Regions from separate parts of the Mus musculus genome. Here regions 1 and 2 are each linked to region 3. Evidence: chromatin contacts called from public promoter capture Hi-C data. All regions are on one chromosome and are shown on one strand. The core of a region is the stretch at or near the end of the contact, and the rest is flanking DNA. Distances in the headings are between cores, read along the strand shown.

What was found. Promoter capture Hi-C pulls out the DNA fragments that hold promoters and counts their contacts.
Region 1: a contact with region 3 is called in a promoter capture Hi-C map of cranial neural crest. The contact joins the promoter of Smc1a here to the promoter of Tro in region 3. A contact is called at or near these places in 5 of 39 promoter capture datasets (the 3T3-L1 cell line, cranial neural crest, hippocampal neurons and 1 more).
Region 2: a promoter capture Hi-C map of hippocampal neurons shows a contact between it and region 3, with 6 times the contacts expected there. The contact joins the promoter of Huwe1 here to the promoter of Tro in region 3. A contact is called at or near these places in 4 of 39 promoter capture datasets (cranial neural crest, embryonic stem cells, hippocampal neurons and 1 more) and 2 of 115 datasets of contacts at active chromatin or transcription factors (astrocytes and embryonic forebrain).

Annotation. Positions count from the first base shown.
Region 1 is chrX:152,015,121-152,017,874 of GRCm38.p6, forward strand. Smc1a (structural maintenance of chromosomes 1A) reads left to right here and starts at 1,308. Exons shown (of 25, transcript NM_019710.2): 1 at 1,308-1,520. The coding sequence starts at 1,412. It overlaps Ribc1 (RIB43A domain with coiled-coils 1), which reads right to left and starts at 1,175. Exons shown (of 8, transcript NM_025660.3): 1 at 1,043-1,175; 2 at 661-748.
Region 2 is chrX:151,801,813-151,804,763 of GRCm38.p6, forward strand. Huwe1 (HECT, UBA and WWE domain containing 1) reads left to right here and starts at 1,470. Exons shown (of 83, transcript NM_021523.4): 1 at 1,470-1,757.
Region 3 is chrX:150,655,969-150,658,741 of GRCm38.p6, forward strand. Tro (trophinin) reads right to left here and starts at 1,468. Exons shown (of 13, transcript NM_001002272.3): 1 at 1,377-1,468.

The DNA of each region.
Region 1 (2,754 bases), core at 58-2,557, 1.4 Mb after region 3:
GAGCTAGATGGAGAAACTTTTGAAAAAATAAAAGAAGATACCCAGGAATAGCTGTGGAAACCACCAGACTCTTTCCATATCTAACTGAAAATGGCACTAACCCCGGCCTATAAAGACAATCTGTTGTCACAATAGGGGGATGATTCAGTAGACATCCTGGGCTGCTAAGATCATGACTATAAGGTGATAGAAGGGGAATGAAAGAATGAAGAAAAAGGGGATGGAAAAGAATTGGAGAAGGACAGGGTATAAAGGAGAGAGAGGAGAGAGGAAGAGAGGGGGGAGAGAGGAGAAAAAGAGGGAGGGAGAGGGAAGGAGGGGAGAGAGAGGGGGGAGAGGGAGAGAAAGAGGGAGGGAGAGAGAGAGGTGAAGAGGTGGAAATGGGGGAAACTTGATGTAATGGAGGGAAAAGGACAGAGTTGGAGCGAGAGAGGGAGGGAGGAGAGAGGGAGAGGGAAGGAGAGGAGAGAGAGGGGAGGGGGAGAGGAAGGGAGAGAGGAGAGAGAAAGAGAAAGGGAGGGAGAGAGGAGAGAAAGGGGGAGGGAAAGAGACAGAGGGGAAGTGGTGGAAATGGGGGAAACTTGATTTAACAGGGAGGGAAAAGGACAGAGCTGGAGCACTGGCTTAAGGACCTGGACTCCTAGTGTTCACACAAGATACCTTTCTCAGTACAGAATTCCAGTTTTGAAGCTCGAAAATGGATTGGACCCAAGTTGACTCTTGGATTTACAACGGCAGTCTTTAAATTCTGCTTGGAGAAATAAGAGAGAAGCAGACGATAGGGGCAGTATTTCAGAACACAGCCTTTCCCAACTTGTATCTCTGTTGTCTAAGAGATACTCTCATCGTCCTCACACTCTAAGCTCGCCTCATCTAAGTCCTCCCTTTGATCCCTCTTCCATCCCAAACTGCCCACCCTTCCGAGGGCGCCTTCCCATTCCCGACTGAATCCTTGGCTGAAGCGCTTCTCCCCGTCTCCCCCCTTGCTGGCTAGACTACAAACCCCAGCCGAGCTTCTGCCTCCCACTAGCTCTGGCAGAACCTTGAAGTGACTTCTTTCCCAGCAAGCGTGGGCTCAGACCCCGCCTGCTTGCTCTGATTTCCCCCGAAGTGATCAGAGCACTAACGCTTCCCGTCCTAGTTGGCGGCCACTTCAACAGTTGCTGGGTAACTACGTAGAGGGGCGGGGCCTGAGCGCCCAGCGCGTGCTCCAGCCGGGCAACAATTCAACAAAAGCGCTATTTCAGGCGGAAGTGACCATTTCTGGCCCCGGAAACAGGAAATCGTGATTGGCTTGGACTTATTATCGCGAGGCTTACTGTACACCCGGCTTGCACTGCGCTATTTCCCGCGCGGGCTAACCTCGTTCCCAGGAGTAAGGCGCGGCCTTTCCTACGCCAGCGCCGCTGTCATGGGTTTCCTGAAACTGATTGAGATCGAGAACTTTAAATCGTACAAGGGTCGACAGATTATCGGACCATTTCAGAGGTTTACCGCCATCATTGGACCCAATGGCTCTGGTGAGATTAAAACCGGCTGTGGCCCTGCGCGCGTCCCGGTCCGGTTCCCCCTGCTTGTCTGCAAAGTAGTACAACCTACCCCCATGCAACCCGAGACATTGTGAACCCTGAAATGTTCCTTGATCCTCTTGGTGGGGCTTGGATCTGAACTTGCTTTCCCTTTTGGCATACACTGAACTCGAGTCTCTTCCCAACTGTCAGTTGGCGGAGTTCGGCGCAGACCCCCTCTGGCCCGAATGGTATGGGCCGAACCGTGCGTCGCCCCGCCCACTACCCCTCCCGCCAAAAGAGGCGTTCCCGAAATTTGCTGCCAGTTGTTTGGCCCGCGGCTTCCTTCCGGTCTGCATTGTTCCACCTTCCTAAACTTGTTTGACACCTCTGGGAAAATTTGGGAACCGTAACTCTGCTTTGGCGTCCGATCCCAAGCTGTGTACTTTGTGCTCTACTCAGCCCTCCCCGCACCCGCACCTCCCGATGGAACGCTCCACTCTGATTCCTTTCCCCCCCCCCCTCTCTGCTGTGGCACTTTTGAATTTCTGACCCAGCGTTCCGCTCAGCAGCGTGGGATTGCGATGCCCCCCACCCCTCCGCATGCCCCCCACACGCCTAAGAGATTGTTGCTTTGATTTGCCTTTTTCCTACCAGAAAACCGTAAATAAGCCTGAACTTGTTCGCTTGCCAAATTGGTGGAGGGTTTGGGGTTTTATCAGTTAAGTTTATGCGGGGAGAGCAAATCCGAGATCGCGGGAAAGGAGAAGCAAAGTACAAAATAAGATAACACTTAGGCCATTATAAATGTTTTGTAGAAAAGGGGTTAGGCTGATAAGTTAGAGTGACTTTGATAGTAACCCTACTTTTTCATACTTAAGCCTACTATTTCATATCTTAGTTTTTGCTGTATAGCTCGTAGTTTCCTCTCACCCATCTCTAGAAGTATTCGTTATGAATCTTTGCTGTGTTCCTCCACTCCAGAGATATTCTAGTTTACTCATTTTCTAGCCTGCTAGGCCACCCTTACCTTGAAGTAGCTCATAGCGAATACCTTCACTGGACTCTTGCTTGCGGTTTTGTTCTCTGTCTAGAGCATTGTTTCCTAACACTAGCTCTTTAGCCACACACTTTCTCTGTGCGGTTGGTTCTGTGCATTGTAGAATGTTTAGCTGTTTTCCTGACCTCTCTCCACTAAATGACAGCACCTCCACTCCCCTGAAATGCCCATCAAAAATGTGTTCGG
Region 2 (2,951 bases), core at 220-2,719, 1.1 Mb after region 3:
TCCCCAAAGGCCATAATAATTTACACTCTCCAACGTAGTACGATATTGCCTATTTTTCCATAGCTATGCCAACATGAATTGTTACTTATCTTTATATCTTTTCAGTTATACAGTAAAAAATCACATGTCGTTGCTTTCATTTTACTGCTGTTTGAGCATATTTTCATTTTTCTAATTACAAAAGTCAGTAGTTAAATATGAACAGTCTTGTATATAAGCAATAAACATTTTGAAATTTTAATACCAACCCCCCCACTCTAAATTTCAAGAAAAATAAAAATATCTGGAAGTAAACTATAAAACTTTCAGGAATACAATGGAAGAACGTTTGCATAAATGGAGAAGGAATATCAGGCTTCTGCATAGGAAGCCTCTATTCTGTAACGATATTCATTTTTCTATATTGATTCAAGCAGTTGATGCAATTCCAATAAATATACTAAGTTTTTGGAACTTGACGATTCTAAAGTTTATGAGGGGGGGATGGCTAAGAATAACCAAGAAAATGTTTTTAAAGATGGGGGTGCTTGTACAATTAAACTGTACTCTGAAGGAAGCATGTTTAAATTAGAATAGACAGAACAATGGATTAGAATGGAAAAGCTCACAAACGGGCCAGACTGGATCCCGATTTATTGGAGAAACATTGTTGGTTAGACATGCAAAAACTGCCATATTAAAATCTCCAAGCGCCTTTCTCCCCACCCCAAGCTTGAATTTGCTTTTGAGGGCAGACGCCTTTGTTTGGAGAAAACCACTTTATTGGGTCTTTTTTGTTATAAGGTAAGGAAAGCCTCAATATTTAAAACTGGTGACTCCGGAGGTAGAACTAATGATATGAGCTTTTAGTGAAAAGATGGATTCAGGTTAGCCTGCAGTGCGGCGAAGGAAGAAGTATGGATATTAGAGGTCTTTAGATTTTTCCCCCCATGTTTTGAGCACAAAAACTGGTGTGTCATTGTTTCCATTTGCATTTGTGTGTTTATTGTAAATTGAACATCTTTTATGCGTTAGTTAAGACTAGCACGTTATTCCTCGAGGCAGGTAACAATGGGAACCCATTCTTTTCGCTTTCGGAATGGAGTTTGGCTAATTGGTACAGCCCTGCTGGAAGCGTGAGAATAAACAGGTTGACTTTTTAAGCACTAGGCAGGCTCCAGACACCTAAATCGGGGGCGGAGGTAGTTTTCAAGACATGGCCGAGATTTGGCGCTGAGCTGTGTCATCGCGAGGTTTGGTAGCAAGCTCCGCAGTGGGTCGGAAACCTCGTGGTAAGCGAGATCCCTAAAGGACGAGAGCTTCCTCCCTTTCCCCGAAAAAACTCCCAGTCATTTTCACGAAGCTCCGCCTTTCTCCTTTTTAGGAGCGTGCACCTGGTCTCGCGAGATCTCATGTTTCCTAAAGGCGAGGCGCGGGCGGTCTCCTGCGGTGAATTACGAAGGTCTCGGCGAGGCTGAACGTAATATCGCGATAGTTCCTACGGCGCATGCGGGAGCCGGCGGCGGCATGCTGGCTCCGCCCCGTAGTGCTCCGTGAGGTTGTGCGTCATTTGCTTTTCGCTTCGCGTGGGGTGAGAGCGGAGCGGTGGCGATTTGGGGTTTGGTGGCAAGCGAGGGTTGGGACGGGCTGGGCTCAGTTTTTCCTGGTCCGGTGGAGGTTCTCCTGGGATCACGCGAAGGCGGCGGCCGAGGTTGGCTACTGAGTGCAGGAGCTGCGGAGGCGCGAGCAGCGTCTTCTGGTGCTGCCGTTCTTAGCCGGTGAGTTCTCGCGGGAGCAGGGTTACGTCCTCGTGGGGATTCGCCGGCGGTGGCGGAGATACCTTGGGGGTGGGGGGGCAGTGACTAGGGTCGGGCCGCCTGTTAAGATGGCGGCGGCGGCGGCTGCCTGTCTTGCTCTTACACGGTACCAAGGGGTTAGCTATCCGCGTTTGTGACGCTTCTCAGGTACCAGACGTTAAGGAGATGACGAATGGCGAAACGTCGTGGTGCCGGTAAATCCTTCCTGAGCTGAAGACCATCCTGTTTCTTACCGGTTAAAGCGACACCATTTCCCCCGGCCTCTGCCTCGTGTGGGCCTGCCTTTGCCCCACCAATCGCTCTTCGCCTCTGTTTTCGTCGTCGCAGTGGGCGGGTTGGGAAGTGCGGGAGGGAGTCCATAGTTCATTGGGTAGTGGGCTGGGGATTAGATTAAAAAGTGGGAGAGAGGGACGCACCTAAGATTGTTCTCATAATTATTGCGCGCTTGCTGCTTCTCAGCCCTTGCAGCGACCCATATGAAACCCCTAGTTTTTCTTGATCCGAGGTGGGCTCTGCTTCCCTGCTCCCGCGGCTTTCGGGCTAAGGTTTGAGAGGTCAATCTGTAGAGTCATTAGAGTACCTTCCCTTTCCCAAATTCTGTCTCCCTGTCAAATCGCTCAGCTACGTGAATATCGGGATGCATTATTAAGGGGAGAAGTTAAAAAAAATCCTATCACTCCTCCTCTGTAGTCCTAATTTAGAGCCTAGCCTGAATCATCTACCCTGTCCCATGTCCTTCCGTGGTGCTTTTGGCGCAGATGTTAAAAGAGCTTATCTTATTCCCTGCATTTACTCCATCTTTGTGGATGGATCAGCAGTAACCTTCCATTTTCCTAGGTCCTCTTGCTTGTTTATCCCTGACGCGGGGACAGCGTACTGATTTCTTCAACTTTGAATGTTTTGAGACCATACTTGGGCAGAACAATAAACGGGTCAGTGGTCGGATAATTGCAGTCTTAGTGGTCTCCTTCGTGCCCCCACTAGGTGAAACTTTGCCTTTCCAACCCCTTCCACGCTACAAGCTCTGGGACCCGCCCCCTTTCCCGCCTATGTTTCTGTAGTCTGCTGGTCTGTATATCTTTTTGTTTTGTTACAGCTAACCAACATTTAAGAACTAAGTCTCACTTCTTAATCCTTATATTTCTCTCTTAACTG
Region 3 (2,773 bases), core at 218-2,717:
CTGAGTTAGAGGATAATAGGAGGGTGGAAAGGGGGAAGATTTATCAGAAGTCTTGCTAAATCTGAAGGGTGAAAGAATTTGCCTAATTTTAGGCCCCAAATCTTTCTGGGTTTGCCTATCTAGAAGCCCAGAACATGTGGTCTCTGAGCTGCAGCATCTTTTGCTTCCAAGATGGCAAATTAATTCTACGACCTACACCTTAATACCCTCTACCACACCGCAACCTGACAGTGCGCATGCGCACAGAACGAGAGCGAGAGACACGCACACACGCGCGCACCCACACCCACCCACCCACCCACACACACACACACACATATGCGCGTGCACACACACACGCACGCGCGCATGATAACAGGTTTTCCAAATGCAGCTGGTCCTCAAGGCCCTCAATACGCATGCGCTATGGTGGACAGGACCATTCTAACCATCTCATGTCCACATATGTCCCCCGCTCTCAGAGCTACAGAACATCTCGATCCCACCGCCTCCTCCTCCTACATCATTTCTCAGCCCGTCCCCCCACCCCAGGCTCCACAGGGCCTCTTCGCGCCACCCCCTCCTACCACCATCCCACCCCACCCCCGCCCCCATTCCTGTGCGGCCGCGCCAGCCCGCGCCAACCATCAGCCACTCACTCAGGCTGTGGTTCCGCAGTCCTCCGCACCTCCCACCCTCCTCAAGCCCCCTCCCCCCCCACCCGCGCCGCAGTCGCCTTCGCCAACACTATCCCCCCTCGCCCCCCCCCCCCCCGGTCCACGTCTGCAAGGGCCCCGCCCCGCCCTTTCTGCAACATTGATACCCCACCCTCAAATCCAACAGGGATAACCCCTTCATGATTCCCAGCTCCCTAACCCTACCAGGTCATCCCCTCTTTCAAAGCAGTGCTACCCGGATCCTAGCCCGTCCTTTCTCCCTTCCAAGCCTGGTCCTCTGGCCGTTTAAAGAGGATTCTGTCGCTCCTTTCTTAGTCCAGATTCGATTCATCCTTTTCGTAGCCCATAACGGGGTCCAGCCCCCTTTCTTCAGCTTGATCCGGGTCCCTTACCTCCCTCCTGAACTCGACCCTCCTCCCTTTTTGCTACAGCCAGAACGTGTTCTAGATGTTTCCTTTCCAAAATCCCAACCAGGTCTGCATCCCTTCTTTCCATCCCCAAACTGAGTCTAGACTTTCCCGTAGCCCGGAGATTCCGCCCCCGCCTTTACGCAGTGAGAATTGGGTCCAGGCACCTCTAAACCCACCACATCGAAACCGCTAGATCCCGAATCCAGCCAGGTTCCTGTCAAACCTTAATGCTGTGTGAAGCCAGTCACCCCGAAGCCGCGGCTCTGAAGCCCCCACGGGGTCTTTCCTAAAGCTGGCCACCTCAGCTCACCTCGCCCTCGTGAGCCGAGAGGACGTCTGCTCTCTCCAAGCCTCTCCTCAGGTCTGAGCTTGTAACCCGCCCCCCTGGCCGGAAGTGGTCCTGCCTCTTTCCGCCTCCAGAGGGGGGTCTCCGTCCCTACCAGCCCGCCCCACCCCCTCCCCGCTAACGGCTTCCCAGTCTCCTCAGTGTGGCGCATCTGTTTACTACCTCTTGTTCAGCATTCACACCTAGTCTCCATTTCATTTCTCTGTTCCCCAATACGTGTCCCTGTTCCTATTTGATTTTTCAGTTTCTCCTGAAGAAAATGACCTCAGAGCTCCCACGCCTGTCCTGACAACACTAATTACATGGCGTGATATACTGTGAGAACGTCACATTCATTACTGCCTCTAAAATACGACTAGATTAAGATAGAGGCGCTGAACATTAAGGTGATGCTCTCAAATAATTCATATATATAATATATATTTAAACAATATGTAATAAATAATTAAATACATATAGTTAAACAGTAGATGTAAGAAAAATCAATTAGAGCCTGTCAGATGGCTCAGCGGTAAAAGCACTCCAAGCCTGCGGACATGAATCCTATTCCCTGGATCCACATGGCGGAGGTAGAAAACCTACTCCCACAGGTTGTCTTCACAGCTCTGATTGCACACAAACACATATGTGCATGTACACACACTTTATTTATTACAAATAAAAATGTAATAAAAAAATCCCTACATGCTTCTATTTTATTTCAAAATAATTTCACTGATTCCTTAAAATTAAAAAAAAAATTATTTGGAAACTATGGGAGCGGGCATTTAACAAAGCCCTGATATAATTCCAGCACTACTTGGGAGGGAGATGTTGAAGGGTCTTGAGTTCAAGTACAGCCTTCTACGATGAGATGATATATTAAAAATCATATGTATATGTGCATATATATACATACAAATATACATACACATCTTTTTTTCTCATGTTCTTCTTTTACTGATGCTCTGAACAAGGACTTAGGCTTTCTCTTGTGATGTAGCACACTACTCGCCAGTGCAAGAAACAATTTGTAGCATTCACTTTTTTTCATTCAATTATGTCAAACTGAGTAGAGACCATTATGTCAGAAAAAAAAGGCAGTCAAAGCTAAAATGAGACATTATAAAAAAGAATGACATTATACACTGGGCGTTGAATCCCAGCACTTGGGAGGCAGAAACAGGCAGATCTTATGAGTTCAGGGGCCGGCCAGGGCTACATAGTGAGGTCCTGTATCAAGAAAACCAAGGGATACTTTTGGGATAGCATTGGAAATGTAAATGAGGAAAATACCTAATTAAAAATAAAAAAGAAAACCAAACAACAAAAGAATTATATAATAAGAGACAATTCACAAGGACCATATAAAAATTAAAAGT